Linked DNA regions of Gossypium arboreum: region 2 is linked to region 1. Evidence: chromatin contacts called from public Hi-C data. All regions are on one chromosome and are shown on one strand. The core of a region is the stretch at or near the end of the contact, and the rest is flanking DNA. Distances in the headings are between cores, read along the strand shown. Region 1 has its middle 59 kb from the start of LOC108470829. Region 2 holds the start of LOC108465454.

Region 1 (3,912 bases), core at 474-2,973:
TTTTTCAAAAAAATTTATAAAGAAAATTGATAACATGATACATACCTTAAATAACAATAATAAGAGATAAGCCACAAATTGATTTATAAATTATACCATTTTATTATTTTGGTATTTAATTGTTTTTGTTATAAGTGATATTTAAACTATTTTTTCAAAGTTGGTATCTTGACAGTTAAACTATTAACTTTATTTTTAAAAAGACTTAATCCATAAATTAGTATCTAAACTATATAATTTTTCTCAAATTGGTACCTAAATTTTTGGCCAACAAGTGATACCTAAACTATTATTCCATTACTCATTTTACTCGAAATGTTATATCGATTTAAAAGTAATAGCCAATAATAGATTGTCATGTCGTATAAACTTTTAAAAAATAATTTTTAATTCTTTTATTCTCTTTTACATTATTCTCCTTTTTTTTTCCCTACTTTTTCCCCTTTCTTCTTCCTTTATAATGTTTGGTAGGGCCAACAATGCTCGATATTCACCCTCTTGAGTTCCAAACATTGGCAATTAATTTTGTTTTTATACTTCACCGCCTGCTTGCTCGACTTGATGAGATTGAAAAAGTTTTTTCATCGATCAAAATCAGTGTTTTCAAAATCGAATTGAACCAACTGGTTTGATTGACAATCAACCAGATATCAGTCCGGAGTAGAGCTAATCATGGGCTGGGCAGGGCCCAAACAAAAATTTAGGCCCTTTTTCTACGCTTGGGCCTTGCCCGGCCCGAAATATGGGCATAAAAAATGGTCCAAGCTCGGCCCAAAATAAAATTGCTAAGCCCGAGTCGACTGCCCAAATTTATATTAAAATTTTTTAGCTTATTTTATTAAATATATTTTTTAAAAGATAATAAATCAAATACATTTTAAAAAATGAAAACAAATATTAAAAAAATAAAAAAATGATATTAAAATAATTCTTAAAACAATACACAAATTGAAAATATAATAAAAAGTGGTTATATTAAAAATTTAAAATGATTAAAAATAAAATAAAATAAAAATTATTATATAATTTGGGCTGTCTGCAGGCAGTGCCGGGTCAAAAAAATCTTGCTTGAGACCCGGCCTGTTTTCTAAAGGGGCCTTATTTTTTTGTCCAAGCCCATTTTTTGGGCCTATATTTTTACTCAAACCCTTCCATTTTTCAGGTGGGTCGGAGATAGAGGCTGAATGAATTTACCCATAAAACAATACAAGTCGGTTGAACCAAGTTAAAAAAACCTAATTAAACTAGTTGAACTAATTTTTACTATTTTAAAATATTTTTATTTTTATGAATTTTAATAATCAAAATAAAAATTACAACTTGATCTATTCTAAAACCTTAATCAAAATCATCAAACCCAAAACATTTAAACTAAAAAGCTGAATCTCAGAAAAGAAGAAAAGGAAAAATATAAAGTAAAAAGAATATATATATATATATATATATAAAAGAAAAAATTAATACTTTTTATTTTTGTTTTGCAGGATAAAATTTTTAATTGGTTATGTTTATACTAATTGAACTAACAATCACAAAGGTAGAAAGATAGGAAAATTGTATAATTTAAACTCCAATTTATGGTTTAATAATAATGAGAAGAGAATGATTTTAACTCAATTACCTAATTAAGAAAAATCCAAAGTGGGAGAAGAGAAAACAATAATATATAGTAGCTAAGGGGAGGTATCGAAATTTGAGGTAGAGTTGTAGTGCCGGTGGTAGAGGGGGCAAGTAGCCGGACGCCTCAGATGCTTTTCACCTGTCTGTCACTGCACTGCACAGCACAGCACTGCACTGCACTAGACTCGGACTCTGACTCTGCTTACTTCTGGAGAAAGGGGTTTTGGTGACCACCATCAACACACCCCAAGGTGGTCCCCATTTTCTTGTCATTTTGCCACATCACCCCCACCATGTTTTTGGGTGGAGTCTCATTCTCACTTCTCTTATGATGATGATATCATAATACGTCCACACACACAGCATGAAACTGGGCATGGAAAATATTTATGTCACTTGTAATATTGTGCACCTTTTTAGTATAATCGTAATTTTCTGACCCCTTTTTTTCTCCTTACCTTTGGTTGGGTTTTGCCCAATTCAGTAAGGGCTTTTTTGCCTCCCAACTTTAAGCCCATGGAATGAAGGAGATGGGCTTTTGGTTGATATTTTTCAATGTCCAACATGCTTTTGATTATGACTTTTGATGATGCAAAAAGTAGTCGGATAGAATTGGGACCCTCAAAGATCATAGTCATAAGAAGCCTAGACCAATGCCATCCTCATGCAAATGATGTCCACACAATCAAATCTAGCTGTGCCCAAAACACCCATACCAAATGATAAAAGTTCACTAAAATATTGTTTTGAAATAATTGACCGTAGGGATGATACGCATTGTACCCTGTCTCACACAATATAATTATCGAGCCACGAAACTAAAAATTTATTTTAGGTGGAGCCAAAATTCATTCATCATTTCAAAATTTTTAAATTTAAAATTCAACTTATAATTTTAAAAATTTATTTGAAAGGTTTAATATTAGATAGATATATCCGAACAATTACAATATAAAATAAAAATTAATATAAAGCACAAAAAATAGGAATAAAAAATCCCATGTGTTATAGTTAGAAACCCCATGTGTTAACCCACCTATGAATTTAGTTCTATTTTAATCATCTCACTATTAATTTTTAATTTAATTATTTTACTTTTTAAATTAAATATTTTAATCATTTTTTCGTTCATTGTGATTAGACTAATTATATAAAGCTGACGTGGGCCCTTTTTTATTAGCCTAATATGAATTTAGTCTTTTAATATTTATACATTCTATCAATTTGATCTTAAATCTAAAATATTTAATAAATTTAACCTTTAACATTTACAAAACCTATTAATTTAATTTTAATTCTAAAATTTTCAAAAAAATTAAAAATCATTTTTAGATAAATAAATTATAAATAAAAACCAAAGCACATGTATTAAAAACAAAACCTAAACTCTCCTAAAAGAGCCATTGCTCAATCCTCTATAGTCGAAACCAAAATTTTCAAATTTCTAGATTCGAATTATAATCACTTGGTAATTGAAATTATAATTACTCTTGATCTAGAATCCAAATTTGTTTTAAAAAATTGATTACAAGAAAAATTACTTAAATAAAATATCACTAAATTTATATAAAATTACCCAAATAAAATATCACTAAATTTATATAGAATTTTCCTTAGTATTTGATACTTCATAAATTTTATTATAGAGGAACTTATGCAAGATTTTAATTCCCGTCGAAGTTTTAAATTAATTAAAATAGAGGAGTTCCGATCCAATTAAGACTCTCAAGAGCGTATCGGCCGGCAACTCCCATGGAAAAAAAGTCAAGTCCCTATGCCGCAACCCCTTGCCTTAATTGGGCTGACCTTTATCTGGTCCAATTTATTCAACTTACCTCTCTTTGTTTAAATAAAAAAAAATCAAGCATATATTTAATCAAATATTCCTTTAAATATTTTTCAATTAAAATAACTAATTATATAATTAAAACAAATAAATTTTAATTTTGTTAAAATCATAATGACTTTATCATATTAGAATTTATATGTAAACTTATTTAATTATACAAATAAAATTAAATTAAATTACAATGACTACATAATATAGTTTTCATTTTAGGTTCAATTATTTAACTTATTCAACCAATTAAATAATAATCCAAATAAATTAAATTATTCCTAAGCCGTGTGTTGCATTCCTAATTAGGGATGGTATTTCGTGCAATCAAACAAAGTTCTTTCATGCAATTTATTTAGAGTTATAGTGAGTAAGCATAAAATTAGGAATAAATAATTTATAATTAAGTGTATTAGCCATAGAGTCAATCCACTAAAAATACCTTAACATAAAAA
Region 2 (3,853 bases), core at 540-3,039, 140 kb after region 1:
CAAAAGCTTGGAAAATAGCCTAGGTATATTCCACACAGGCAGAGACACGACCATGTGTCTCAGCTGTGTATGGAACACGGCTTTGGGACACGGGCGTGTGGAACTTTAAAGCATGAAATTTCCAAGATTTTCGTAAGTTCTCGGTTTAGTCCCGAAACCTTTCTAAAGTATGTTTTGGGCTCCGTAGACTCAAATAAGGGACTATGTGTAAGTGAATGAACATTTTGAAATATGAATGAAATTTTATGGCCCGTATTTTAGTTTAATGTTTGTATGTTTGTCCGATAACGCCTCGTACCTTATCCCGGCCTCAGGTACGGGTAAGGGGTGTTACAATGATCTTATTTTATCTCATGGTAACCATTACATCTTTCTTCATAAAAAGTCAATTACTATAAAATAGTAATTAAGTCATTCCTCTAAAAAACGAATGACCCTGACCACATTTACTTTTCATCAACCATGTAATGTCAATGAGAGGATATTATTTACCCATGTCTCGAGTTATGAATTCCACTATTGTGAATGGCGCTACATATTGTAGAAGCTGTACACCCAACGCACCAGCTATTGGTTTATTATCTATTCGATCTTAGGTTTTTACTTATATCAAAATGTACGAGTCATGAATATATAATCCGTTATCCACTCAAGATTTAGGTGTGTCACACTATGAGCGTCACAAGTGAATAAATCCATAAACAAATTCAAGATCTATTCTTTTTGGGTCTTGTCTGATGTACTGTCAGTCTAGTCAGTCACACATATGTCTCTATCTTCTGGGAATCATCCGCTCTGATTCCCAAGACAAAACATCTTCATAATTGAACTTGATTGACGACATATTAGTCTTTCAATCGGTTTGCTCGTTTTCGATTAGACTAAGGACGTGTTTAGGTTTGTCTACTAATACATGTTGTCTTTTTGTATTGTCATCTGATTACATAATATCGCTTAGTATTATTTAAGCATTAGCCAACTAGTGAGCAACATTTGCTTCCATTTTGGTTTGCGTGCAATACAAAGTATTAATGTAATTCATGAATAATTTTATTAACAAATCTTTTCAAAAAAATTTACAAGTGTACATTGATGAAAATACTACAGTTAGAGCACCAAATCCAACATAATCACTGTCAACTCGGACCTTGAATTGCAATGAAATCCGACTTCTCAGTTGATGACTTCATACTTACATGGCAGATGGAATTTGTAGGTCACCGAGCTCCACAACATTACCTTTAATTCAAACATACTTAAAACTATAACAATGTCTATCACAAACACAAACAAAAATAAACTCTAATTTCTAACAACAAAGAAAAAAAAAATCTAAGAAAGTACTCATTTTCACTCTCTCTCTCTCAAAAAACGAATTATTCTCATAAATATAAAAAAAAGCCTAAATTCTTAATTTTCTTTAAAAAAAGGAATATACTTATAATTTAAACCAAGAATCAAACAGATATTTAATTAACTTATAAATTATTTTTAAATAAATTCTTTGAAGAAAAGGTATAATAACTTATTCAATTCTCTAACTTAACTTATTCAATTCTCTAGCTTTATAAAAAGTTATTTTAAAATAATTTTATATTTTTATTAAAATTTAATAATTTGTATTGATTTTAATTTTTATAATTTTTTAACATATGTCGTGGTTGTGATATGAGGTGATTCTAGCTAAAAAAATTAGGGATATTTAACTAGAATTTTTTTTAAGAAAAGAATTGTGAAAATTTTTATTTGCATAAAAGAAAAGACGTTTACACGCTTAAGCCTATATTAAAGAAAAATCCACGCATACTCCCCCAATTCTGTAGCGACAGCTTCGCAACAACGGAATTGGTAAAACCCCAATACACTACCAACGAGCATATTTCACCATTAGCAATCCTTGAGTCACCCATCCGTTTGTTTGAGGAAGAAAGAGAAGAAAGAGAAGAAAGAGAAAGCCCAGAAGAGAAATAACCAAATTAAAAGATGTACGTGAGAGCTGTGCCACCCACAGATCTGAACAAGAACACTGAGTGGTTCACCTATCCAGGGGTTTGGACCGCTTATATCTTGATCGTTTTCTTTTCGTGGCTCATGGTTTTATCTGTATTTGGTACCTCTCCGGGAATCGCTTGGACCATTGTTCATCTCACCCATTTCTTTGTAAGCTTTCTCTCTCTCTTATCTCGATTCTTCAAAGTTGGGTTCTTTTTTTGTCGTAAGCATAGAACTTGGGTGTTCTTTTTGTTGCATTCCTTATCTGGTTTTTAATTTGATATTTATGTTTATTTTCTTAGCGAGTGTGTTTTCTTGATAGATTTTTATGATTTATTGAGACTCCCTGCGTTTGTTAAAATTTTGGGATTATTTCCTTTAGAAATTTAGCAGGTATCTCGGCTGCTCGTTGTAGAGTAATATTAGAAAGTTCGACTTTTGAATTTGCATGTTTACCTATGTCTATGAGTACAGCTTAGTATTAAATTGTTCTGTTTTTTTTTTCTTTTTTTCTTTTGGCTGAATAATTTGTTCTGTTCATTGTGTTCTTGAATTAATTGTGCATGTTCCATGAGTTTCTTGGCCTTTGTGCTGTATATATCTTCAAGCCTGTTGCTGGTTTTAATTAGATAATTTTTTTTTTTTGGGGGGTTCAGCACCAACTGAACTAGTACTTGGAATGAGATGGCATGAGGTTTTCTTGGTATTAAATAGGTTAGGCTTGCTCAACACGCTACTTATGGTTAGATGGAGCTCTTGAGGCTCTTTTGTTTAAAAAACGAAAAAAAAAAGAAGCTTGGAACAAAGGTAACTAGTACACTGAATTATCTATGGGAATTCAGTGCAAGTTCAAGTTGGCTTGAATGGTATATTCATTCTAAGTTGCAATCGTACAATAGATGGTTTTCTTAATCCTTTTCTTTTTCGCCGTATAGACTTGCATGGCTAATATGAGGAAGTATAGAATAATACCATATTCCATCAATCAGGATGCTTAGTTATCTTGTATTTCTAAACCCATTGTTTGTCATCCTCTTGAGATGGTTGTAAAGAGTTAATTGACTTCATAATTACATCTGTTTTCCTTTGTCATGAGTTGTGCAATACTTTTCTAATTATCTTGATAGTTTTCTTGATGACTTGTTGTCTGAATGAAAGGAAATTTGAATTTTTAATTCGTAAGGGTATGCTCAGTAGCACCCACCTGTGATTATCAACATCTTTGCACCTCTTCTGAATAGCATTCTTTCCTGTCTCTTGAGGAGTGGAGGAAAGCATATAATGCAAATTTACCAAAAAACTCTTCCCTTTTCTCATCATGCTTGAGATTCATCTGAATAACTGACATTCCTTTTTCCCCCTTCTCTACGTGGCTAGAATTAAGTTCTTTGAAGTGCTGTTTATAAATTTGAATCAATTTGTTTGTTCCTTTTCAGGAAATAATAAATTGTAAATCTAGTTGGAGATTTGCTTGTCCTTATACCGAAATTATAGTCTTCACTATTTACCACAACAATCATAAATGATATAGTATTATCAGCTTTGCAGTCTATGTTTCTTAACGAGTTTGTTGCGCATTATTCACGTCTTACCTTAGGTTACATATCACTTCTTTCACTGGAAAAAGGGAACACCATTTGCTGATGACCAAGGTATTTACAATGGTTTGACTTGGTGGGAGCAAATAGATAACGGCAAGCAACTCACTCCAAACAGGAAGTTTTTGACTGTTGTACCCGTTGTGCTGTAAGTGTTCAATTTCCACTATATAAGCTTTTATCAGAAATGGAACTAAAAATGTGAAATATTTTTATTCATGGGTAGGATGATTTCTCTAAAAATTAAATGCAATTAAGGCTTC

The links. Hi-C and Micro-C count contacts between places; a contact is called where the count stands out from the background.
Region 2: a contact with region 1 is called in a Hi-C map of leaf, with 2.8 times the contacts expected there. The contact joins the promoter of LOC108465454 here to the enhancer-like site in region 1. A contact is called at or near these places in 2 of 5 Hi-C or Micro-C datasets (both in leaf).

The regions. Positions count from the first base shown.
Region 1 is chr8:45,797,933-45,801,844 of ASM2569848v2, forward strand. No RefSeq gene overlaps it. Among protein-coding and RNA genes, the nearest start is that of LOC108470829, 59 kb to the left of the region's middle. Within about 2 kb of position 1,724, at least 2 of the 2 cell types and tissues checked have an H3K27ac peak or open chromatin away from gene starts, as enhancers often do. A contact at or near this core is called in leaf, where this site is marked.
Region 2 is chr8:45,940,112-45,943,964 of ASM2569848v2, forward strand. It overlaps LOC108465454, which reads left to right and starts at 1,790. Exons shown (of 3, transcript XM_017765775.2): 1 at 1,790-2,160; 2 at 3,590-3,738. The coding sequence starts at 1,984.